2 separate regions of the Macaca mulatta genome follow, and region 1 is linked to region 2. The links are chromatin contacts, called in public Hi-C maps. All regions are on one chromosome and are shown on one strand. The core of a region is the stretch at or near the end of the contact, and the rest is flanking DNA. Distances in the headings are between cores, read along the strand shown. Region 1 holds the start of OSR1 (odd-skipped related transcription factor 1). Region 2 has its middle 37 kb from the start of TTC32.

Region 1 (5,251 bases), core at 2,426-4,925, 510 kb before region 2:
TCATTTCCTCTAACATGGAGTAATTTCCCTTCCCTGGGATGCATTGGCCTCTGCTCTGCTCCCTAGTTTGGTGTGCCCCCTCCCCAGGTTGAGCTGACCCTCAGCCCAGGGCAAGGCCCAGGCATAGACTCCTCTACCTTTCGCTGCAGCGAGGCTTTCAAAGCCTGGCTCTGTCCAGGGATGTGCAGTGCCTTTTCCCAGGAGGTATGAGGACAATATTGACCCAGGAAAACCTTTTCTCCTGGAAGCTGGCAAGGGGGCCACTGGCTGTGTGGTGGGACCTAAGGAAAGAGGCCTTCCTGGGAAAGGGGCGTAAAAACACCATGAGCTGGCAGCGGTTTGCCTGCGCAGTTTAAATTAGCACTCGGATACAAACTGCTGCAATGAGTTTAGCCTCAGGGCGAGAGGAGGCACAGTATCTGCATGATCTGGCCTCTGAAGCAGAGCGCTAGTCCCGCCGGCAGCGCCGTGGCTTCAGCAACGGTCATCTCTACTGCGCCAAGCCAAGTTCGGGTCGTGCCCGGGACAAACTGAGACTATCCCAGAGCTCGGACACAAGGAGAAATAAAATTCAAATTGGGCCAGAGAGGAAGCTGGGACCCGTTTGGGTTGGGGAAGGGGAAGGGGAAGGAGGAGAAGCCTCGCTAACTTCAAAGGTCGGTCTGGACTTAGGGGAGATGAGGGCTCTTTGAATTGCTGTCACCTATTCTTCCCTTCCAGGCGCTGGAAATCAGATCCTCATCTCTGGGTCCCAGAGCCCAATGGGCGCCGCGAAGGCCTCCTCCTGCTCCTCTGGGTGCTTGGCTTATCCAAGGCCAAGCCAGCGGCCGTGGCTGTGGGACTCTGGGCTGCACACTAGTCCGAACCCGCTGCGTGCCTGGGTGGGAGAAACCACCAACCTCGCTAGGCCTTTCCTCGCCTTCTTCCTGGGAGCCAAGACCGGAGCCGTCTTGGGCTCCGTAGGGGGTGCCGGGAAGGGGGAATGCTTGCAGCTATAATGGTTCCTGGGAGCCAACCTTTCCGGGCTATCTGCCCGATCTTGTTTTCCCCAACGCTACATTTATTTTCTTCCGCGGCCCAGCCCGTTCCTTGTTTTCTGAATCATTCGGAAGCCAGGCTCCCCAGGCTCCCGCCAAGTACTTTCCCCTGGACGAAATTCGTTCGAAACGTGGCTCTTTACACTAGTATCAAGAATGGGCCGAAAGCACGATCCGGTTTCAGGAGGTCAGCTAACAGAAAAACAGTCTCACCCTAGCCCCTCCAGTCAGAAAGGATGAGCGAGCCCCCGACCCCTCGGGCTCCGGAACCCCGGGGCAAATACTTTCGATCTTTAAACACAGTATGGAAAACCCTTCCCCGGGCTAAGCATCCATTCCTCAAACAGCTTGGGCCTCGGGACCTGGGGGAAAGAATAAGGGGACCCGACCACGCACAGCAGAGGCAATTCGCGCACGGGATCCCGGGTCCCTGCGCAGTGCGGGCACTCGCGCTCCTCGCGCGGTGGAGCGCCAATCCCAGGTCTGCCGCCAGTCCTATGCCGGGCATTAATGAAGTGTGCAGAGTCTATTAAAGTGGTTTATTTGGGGCTAATTGAGCGTGAGCAAGTTAACTGCTTGCATTAATGAGGATGGGAGCGAACTCCACGAGCTTGCGCCTGGGGGAGCCCAGAAGAAACCCAAGAAAATCAGCCTTGACATCGAATCTCCAATGAGTGGTGACAGGCGTCCGGACCCCTGTGAAGAGGACTGACCGCACCGGATACTTCTGTAGCATTCTCCCAACAAACGAGATCTAACGAACCCATCGGTAAGGCGGCCATCCGGCTGCACTTAAATGTCCTCTGCGTCCTCGGCGATCCATTCCCCAATCTTAATAAAACAGCAGTTACCTCGAGGAGCCTGGGATGGAACATCTACCCGCCGCCAGTCGCTGCTAGTCCCCTCCAGCCCTTCTCTTCCCTAGGGGGCTGTGAAGCTGGGACACCTAGCCTTGCACGTGGTTTTGTTCCCCAGAGCCAATGCGCAGCTCTTAGCCTGGGTGAAATTTACCAAATTGTGGCAACAAAGAAACCCTCGCGGCTACTTTACACACTGAGAGCCCAACCCGCTACTGCCTGAGCTGCTGCAAAAGGACTAAACGTGGTTTTTCATTCTTATCCGAGACATTTCGGAGGAGAAATTAGTTCAGGAGGCAGGCCCTCACCCCTTTCCCGTTCTTTCTATCCTGACGGCTGGATTAGCTGACAGTCAGGGGAGTAACAACTTTTCCAGTTCCCAGCCCGGAGACACTGCGGCTCCACAGAGTTTCCACTAGTGCTGTGTTTGAGTCTCGAAGTGGAAAGCAGTCCTTGCGCCCCACAGCATTGCCTCCCTGCACCAGGACAATCAAGGGTTCCGCTCCAGGCCTTGACGACACAGAGCAATCATCCTATGGAGAATATCCCTAAGTCAGAGCGCAAGTGCCAGGCGGGGTTCAGACTCGCGGCCCTGCGCTCTCGGGTCTAGTCGGCCTCATACCAGAGCGCAACTCCTCAAAAGACAAACTTGAACGAAAGCGCTACCGGGCTGGGGCATGCACCTGTCCCTGGCGCGGTCGGCTGCGGCTGTGGCCATTCACTCCCTCTCCCTTCCTTCTTCGTCAGCCGAGGCGTCAGCCAGAGATAGGAGCGCGTCTCGGGAAAGTTTGTGCCCGCTGAAGTTGCTCTGGTTTCTTAAAGGGGGCCCGCATATTGACTTTCAAAGTCCGTGGGCACCTCGCCCGGGATTCCGCACAGCCGGGCGGGCTGGCGGCAGTAGCTGAGGCCCGCCCCCTCAATCCCCGGCGGTCAGAGACCGAGGACCCCGCGCGGGAAGTCCTGAGCCAGCACCCCCAACCACCCTGCTCTCACTTTCACAAAAGTCCTGCAGCATTCATCTGTCAAGAGCTTCCTTGGGGGCATTGAGAGAGAGGAGACACCCGCCGCGCAGTGACAAGGAACCTGGGAGTCCTGCCCGCATTCGCCTTGCTGAGCCCGGGCGCCCAGGACTGCAATTACCTTGTTCCGCAGAGGTCCCGGGGCTGAGCACGTCTCTGGGGCTTTAGCAGAAGGGAACTGGGGAAGCCGGAGGCGCTGGAGCCCACAGGCGCCCCTGGAGCTCTAGAGTCCCTACTCCTCTCCTGCCGCGGGGACTCTAAGCGTCGGACACGCGGGAGCGAGCGCTCAGCAGCCCCGGGTCCTGCCCGCCCGGGATGGTGAGCCTCGCTCGCAGCTCCCTCGCTGGGTCTGAACCAGGAGCAGCTGAGAACGTGCCGGGGAGAGGCCGAGCTCCGACTCACTCATCCCTTAGCACCGAGCCGCCTACTTATTTTAATCCACCACCCTCCCTCCTCCACCACCCTCACCCCCGCCCCTTGCCTCAGGATTCCTCTCCTCCCTCCCCTGCCCCCCAACCCTGCCATGCGCCTGCGCAATGAAAGACAAAGTTTTTGCTGACCCGGGCAGCAGACTTTGGCAGCTGCACTCGCTTGGACCCGGCCTCTCCCAACCTGCGTCCCCTCCTCTTCAGTCCCACGCGACCCCTTCTGCCTTTTTAGGTCCAGAGGGGCACGCCTGGCGCGCTGGAGGAAACGGTCCCTAGCAGATGAGAGCGGGCTGGCACCGCACGTTTCGAGGTCCTATACTTGGACTCCTAGGACACAGCCCGTGCTCTCTGGGAGAAGAGAGGGAGGGAGGGGCTGTAGCTCTGTGCACCGGGATCCTCACACCGCGGCTTGGGTTTCAATGCACTTTGGCGCCTGACAGAGTCGCCTTCCTCCCAGAATCTCTTTCCAGAGGCAGCAGACCCCGAGTGTGGAGCAGCTCCTGCACATCCAAGCGTGCTGGGGGCCAGGGTGTTAACCCAGGCAGCGCTGGTTAATTTCTGGTGCGGGAGGGCCAGGGTCACCGAAGCAAGCGAGCTGTAACGTCCGAGTGCTTATGGCTGACCCCAGACCCTAAGTCCTGGAGTCCAGTAGAAAGAATAAAGAGTAGTGAAAGGTCAGGAAAGTTATTTTCCTGGGGCCCAGAATTCTCTGAGATTTCACCCTAATACACAGTGGCACTCTCTACTCACATATTTGTTTTAGGATGGATCGGAGTTTAGAGAGCTGCACTGGCAAGCCAGCCGAGTTGCAAAGTTGTCAGTTCCAGGGCTTCTGAGTCAAGGAGCTGGTTCAGGTGGAGTCCTTAATCGGAAAGGAATCAGAGTCTAGACATTAAAAATTCTGTCTTCATTGCCTAGGCTTTATGGAGGGTACCAACACCCCCTTGGCTACTCATCTCTGAAAGCTGACCTCCGGCTGACCCCAGCCCAATCCCTGCCTAATGCCTTTCTGGAATACCCTTCCAGGCCTTGGGTTTGGCACAGGAGGCGTCTCTGGTTTCCCAAGACTTGAGTGGGTCCAGATCACACAACTGCACTCTCTGCCTTCGCCCCAGCGTTGCTGCTGAGTGACCCTTGGAGCTGGATTCTAGCTTCCATAGGTCCCTAAGTATTGGTACTGCCTCTCTCCCAAGGAGTTTCTGCTATCTCCAGCTTTGGTTTGCAAATCTGATTTTCTTGGGAGGTGAAGAAGGTTGTAATACCTGACCTAGGGAGATGGTCATGAAGACTCCCCTCCCCCAAAGGCATAGTTGGATGAGGGTTTGCTTATATCCCTAGGCCTTTAGAACAGAATCTAGCTTCCAACTCCTGGGTAACTTTGTCTTGTTTGAGGAGGAGTAAGAGAGGGTGCAATATTTGCTGCAGCGAACCCTCTTACCCAGTGCCTTAGGTCAGTGCAGAAGTAAGAGATTCACATAAGTTTGTCCGTGTTCCTGGAATCTTAGCAGTTGCTAGGATGCAGTGACATTCTTGCTAGAGTGAGAACCCTTGGAAGAGAAGGGAACTGAGATCACACCTCCTTCCTAGAGATTCCAGAACAGCAAGCTTCAAGAGCAAGGAAAGGCCTGGAGGGCAAGTCTACAAAGGCCAATGTTGAACTTTGCTGGCTTCCACTTGGGGCACAGGGAGTGTGCTTGTTCCAGCCTCAGGCTCTCCAAATAAGCAAAGCTTGGGTAACCTCCACTACCAGCAGCAAAAGTTAAGAAGGAAAAAAAAATGCCCATACAATAGGGCCTCTGGCTGTGCAGATCACTTAGGAACAGTGGCTGGTCATTCAGATGGGATGGAACCTCCTGGGGTGTAAATACCTAATCTTCTGCTATGCACCCCTCACAGCTCAACCGGGCTTT
Region 2 (5,463 bases), core at 1,808-4,307:
AGGCAGAAAATGTGCACCCCCAATGCCCAGCAAGCTGCGGGCCCTGCCGATGTGTGCCGGGCTATGAACAAGGGTTGGGGGAGGTTTAATGATTGTAATTGCCAAGTGAGGCAAAGACAAGATTGGATTCTGGTGCAGAGAGGAAGGTTGAGAGAAATGGAGGAAGGTGAAACCAACAAGTGTCCGGACATGCTAGCAGGATTTCAGGATACAGAGCTAGCAAGACACAGGGGTGAGATACACATACAAACTAGAGAGAATGGGGGCATGGGCAAAGGTGGGGGCCAGAAAGGCTTGGAGTAGAGAGGGAAGAGTGGGAAGTTCAGTCAGATGCAAGCTCTGGAGATGAGCAAGGGAGGTGAGAGGTGGGGACGTGGCCCCTAGGATGAGTAGATGTCAGGTGTGTTATTTCCCAGCAGGGACTGCCCTCCTTCTCCTTCCTCCAGGACAAACCCTCCCTCCCCACTGGCCCTGCTCAAATTCCGCCTCCTCCAGGAAGCTTTCCCTGAACTGCTCAACCGGCAATGAACTTCTTCCTCTCTCCTCTAATTTCTACAGCACACCTCAGCCATCAGTTCAGGACCACCACAAGGTGTGCACAGGCATCTCACAAGTTTGCAGAAATGCCTTCGTAGATTGTGTTCTTCTGGAAGAAAGATCACTTTGTACACATGTACCTCCCTGCAGTGTGGCTTAACCCAGGTCCAGGTACACCAAGACTTCAGGAGGGGCCCACCAACCCAGAGGGAGGCTGGCATGGGAGCAGGACAAACCATCCAGCCCCACACCCACCCCAGCCCCTATCCATGACTCCACCAGCCAGGACTCTGCCTGCCTTCCCAGGCCTTGGCACAGGAACTCCAGCTTCTAGCACCTTCTCCAAGGCTCCTGCACCCTGCCTGGAAGGCAGCCCCTTGCCCCCAACCTCCTCCCAGAACTCCTCAGTTCCCCACACCACCAGGCTTCCACAGCTGAAGGCCATAGCTTATTAAAGTCAGACGTGCAGTGCCCCGTGCCACACTTCCTGGGCATCACCACTTCCACACAGCCCCACTCCCAGGAGGCTACACATTCAGCCCCAGGGGCAACCTGTCTGGTCAGGGAGGCTAAAAGCAGCCCTATCACAGCGAACGAGCAAGCCCACTCTTACAAAACCAGAGTGGAGCCACGGGGGCGTGGGGACAAGAGGCAGGGAGCGCTGGGCAGGGCTGTGGTCTTGGTCCTTCCTACTGAGGAGGAAAGTGGGAAAGAGGGCTCAGGCTTCCACTGTCAGTGGGGATGCTGGGGGTGGCCTCCAAAGAGGACACCTGCCTGTAAGAAGCCAGAGCCAGTCCTAGGCCCCTGAGTCAGCAGCACAGACACAAAAAGAAAACATGCTAACTTGTTAACTGAGTCACTTGTAATGGGGACAAACATTCACATTATAAAATAATCTCCATTGGCAAAAGGGCCTCTTCAGGAATTAACAAACTCCTCTTTGAACATGTAAGTGTCCTGGAAGAGCTAAGTGAGGCCATTCCCTGGAATCACACTACCCATGTGTTAGTCACTCACCCTTAGTGTGAATCAGCTTGATCAGGCTGCTTTCCTGCTGCCTTCTGCTAGAATTCAACTTTCTGAAAAAATAGATTTGTTTGGGAAGTGATGCGGGCTGGGTCATTTTGGAACACAGAGCACAATACGAGGTTTGGAAGCAGCGGGAAGAGAAAGAGGAGTTGTTCAGCCAGAGGGCCAAGTAAGGAGACAAAAGCTAGGGGTCATAGTGGGAGGCTCAAGAGGGCAGAGTCCAGGGGCGGGAGCAGTCCCCCAGGTTTGGGCACTGGATTTGCTTGCTGGGGCTGCCACAACAATGCCACACAGACGGAGCAGCTTAAACAGCAGATGTGCATGGCCTCTTGCCTCCCTGGTGTGTCCAATGTCCCCGCTTTACAAGGACACCTGTCACATTGGATTAGGGGCCCACCTGACTTCACTATGACCTTGCCTTAACTAACTGTGTCTTCAACCACTGTATTTCCTTATTTGAAATTTTTTATTTCCTTATTTCATCACATTCTGAGTTATTGGAGGTTAGAACATCAACATGTGAATTTGGGGATATCACGACTTAGCCTGTGATCAGCACCTTTTCTGGGGTGAAACTGAGGCAGAGGAGAAAGCCCCAATCAGCTGAGTAACCCTTGAGCAAGTCATTGTCCTGTGTGGCCTCAGCTGACTCACCTGTGGCGTGGATGGCCCGGGGATGGTGGCTGATGGTCTCTTCCACCTGCCTCCCAGCACATTCAGATGGTCCAGTGAGGACTCCCTGCACCTGTGAGGCGCGGGCCCATGGGCGGTGGTTTTTCCACGGTGCTCAGCAATGCTCACGTGACTAGACCTCAGCGGCTCTTCAATCCCTGCTGGATAAGGCATAGGGCCTCGTTATCAGCACTCCCAAGCCCCAGGGAGGGAGAGCTAGGGCACAAAAGTAATAGCTGACACCAAGAGACCTGGAGGCTCCTTAAACAGGTAAGCCTCCAAGACCACATAGCCGAGACCTCCACTATATTAGTCTCTTTTCACACTGCTATAAAGAACTGCCCGAGACTGGGTAATTTGTAAGTAAAGTAGGTTTAATTGACTCACAGTTGCCGCATGGCTGGGAGGCCTCAGGAAATTTACAATCATGGCGGAAGGGGAAAGCGAGGCAGCCTCACTTCACATGGTGGCAGGTAAGAGGAAGAGACGGGGGAATGTGCCAAACACTTTTAAACCATCAGATCTCGTGAGAACTCACTCACTATCACGAGAACAAACAGCAGCGGGGAACCGCCCTCCTGATCCAATCACTTCCCACCAGGTCCTTCCCTGACACATGAGGATTAAAATTCAACATGAGATTTGGGTGGAGACACAGGGCGAAACCATATCATCCACAGGAAAGCATGCTCTTACACAGTCTGGATACATCCTGCTGTTGTCTGCAAACAGCTTTCATTTACAGGGAGCAACAGCACCATCTCCGGCTGAGTCAGGCCCGTCTGCCTTCAGAACAGAGCCTGGCCAAGGGGCCACCTCCCCGCGCGGAACAGGCCAGCACGCAATAGGCGCTCAAGGAGCCAGGGACGGAGGCGAGGGCGGCCCACTCGTGGAGCGAGGGCGACACCCAGTGGCCATGTGGAAAATGACCTGCTCGAACCCAAAGGTGGGTGGCAGCAGCGCCTGATCCGCCAGCCTCAGGCCAGGAGGAGGTGGCCGAGTCCGATTTGAGTCCCATGTCCTCTGGACTGCAAGTTGAGACTCCCGGTCCCAGGAGGGACAGCAAGGCCTCCTCCAGCTTCACAGGCCATCTGACGACCTGCGCAGCTGTTTAAAGAGCAAACCGCGCATGAGCTAGGCCGCTTGGCCCCTCCCTTTCAGACCCCTCAGGCCGCCTGCGGACAGCCTGACTCACCCTCTAAGGGCCTTCTTGCCCGCCCTGGGAACACACACCGCAGGGTCCAGGGACTGGCGTCAGGGGCAGAGCGAACTCAGCGCCACCTGGGCTCCAGGCCTGGCTCTGCTCCAGGACCTGGACAAGCCCCACCCCTCCCCGATTCCCATCCCTGAAGCCAGGGACACTGGGGTTATAGCGAACCACTTCTGAGGACATGTGCAGCTAAGGGTGAGCAACTTGTTTTTTGTTTGTGTTTTGTGTGTGTGTAGTTTGGTTTTGTTTTTTTGAGATGTAGTCTCACTCTGTCGCCCGCGCTGTAGTGCAATGGCGCGATCTCGGCTCACTGCAGCCTCTGCCTCCCAGGTTCCAACGATTCTCTTGCCTCAGCCTCCCGAGTAGCTGGGATTACAGGTGCGTGCCACCACACCAGGCTAATTTTTGTATTTTTAATAGAGAGGGGATTTCATCATGTTAGCCAGATTGGTCACAAACTCCTGGCCTCAAGTGATCCACCCGCCTGGGGCCTCCCAAGTGCTGGGATTACAGGCGTGAGCCACCGCATCCTGGGTGAGCAACTTGTCTTCAAGACCCCGAGCCTTGATATCAGACAGAGCTGGGTTCAAATCCGATCTCTGCCCCTCCCAGCTCTGCAGCCTTGGGCATTTCTCTATGGGGCCTTTCCTCTCTTGGGTTACCACGGAGATTCAATGATGGCAGGTGGGTAAAGCTCGCTTCGTGGAACCTTTCCCATAACAGGTACTCAGTGGTGGCAGGCTCTTCTGTAGCTTGGTCTGCATAGCAGCACCACAGAAAACAGCTGCACCATATCTCAGGCAGCCCCAGGTATGTGGAATTAAGTGATCAAGATCAGAGACATCTCCCGCCTCTGCTGTTCTGCAGAGCCTGTGCCGTTCATCTCACACAGCCCTGATCACAGCCGCACCCCAACACATACACACGCAAGCTGCCCAGGGCCCCTCGCTGACTGCCTCAGGATCAAGTTCACACTGATCCTCCCAACCCAGCACAATTCTCCAGCCTGGAACCCCAAGTATCCATCCTAGAAGCTCCTGTCCCCTGTTGCCCTCATCCCCACCCTCCAGCTGCCTGGAGAAGACTGGGAAAGCCCAGAGAAGAGCAGGGCAGGCCCCTCTACTTGCTCCCTTACTCAGGCAGGTCCAAGGCAGAGCCCTGGAGTCCAGGGACAGAGGATAGGGCAGGTCCTAGCCCCGCCCAGCTCAGAAGCACTCAGTGGAGAGGAAGGAAGGGCTCAAGAAGCTAAAAGGATGTGGTTGTTAGTGCCTTGGACAGAACCAACAGACCAAGCTCAGAGCCACTTCTTAGGCAGTGTGTGTCAAGTAAATCTTACTTTCAAGCCCTGGGAAGATGAACCCTCCTGCTAGGGGTAGGGGTGGGCATTCCTGTTGTGCTAGGGGCTGTGGCCTCCCAAGACCCAGCCTTACAGTATGGCTGGAGAACTACCCCTCCCACTAAGTGTCCTCATCCTCCCTCAGCCACAGCCTGAGATGAGCCCAAAGGACCTTTCCACTCAGTGACTTTAGATAAGGAGAAACAGAGGCCTGGAGACTGGAGGGGAATTGCCCAAAACCACAGAGCAAGTAAATGGTAGAAGCAGGTGAAATTGTTTAATATTATTTTATTTGACCCAGTATATCCAAAATATTATCATCTTGACACAATATGAAAATGTTAGAGGTACTTTACATTATTTTATTTATACCAACTCTTCAAAATCTGGTATATCTTTAACACTTACTCATCTCAATTTGGGTGCTAAATTTTCATCGAAAATACTTTATCTGTATTTAGATTTCATAAATTTTGCAGTGGCAGATTCGCATATGTTAAACGTGAATTCGTTGTTCCAAACAAAGTGCTCACATGAAGTGTGAGTTCACTTCACCCACTCCACGGCCCTACCTCAAAATTTTTTAGTAACTGAATTGTTGGCGTTGGGTTTGTTGTTGTTATTGTTGTTGTTGTTGGAGATAGGGTGTTGCTCTGTCACCCAGGCTGGAGTGCAGTGG

The links. A called contact is a pair of places that touch in the nucleus more often than the background predicts.
Region 1: a contact with region 2 is called in a Hi-C map of cortical neurons, with 5 times the contacts expected there. The contact joins the promoter of OSR1 here to the enhancer-like site in region 2. A contact is called at or near these places in 6 of 14 Hi-C or Micro-C datasets (blood, cortical neurons, fetal cortex germinal zone and 3 more).

Annotation. Positions count from the first base shown.
Region 1 is chr13:105,683,438-105,688,688 of T2T-MMU8v2.0, reverse strand. OSR1 (odd-skipped related transcription factor 1) reads right to left here and starts at 3,675. Exons shown (of 3, transcript XM_077960108.1): 1 at 3,474-3,675.
Region 2 is chr13:105,167,800-105,173,262 of T2T-MMU8v2.0, reverse strand. No RefSeq gene overlaps it. Among named protein-coding and RNA genes, the nearest start is that of TTC32, 37 kb to the right of the region's middle. Within about 2 kb of position 3,057, at least 16 of the 40 cell types and tissues checked have an H3K27ac peak or open chromatin away from gene starts, as enhancers often do. A contact at or near this core is called in cortical neurons, where this site is marked.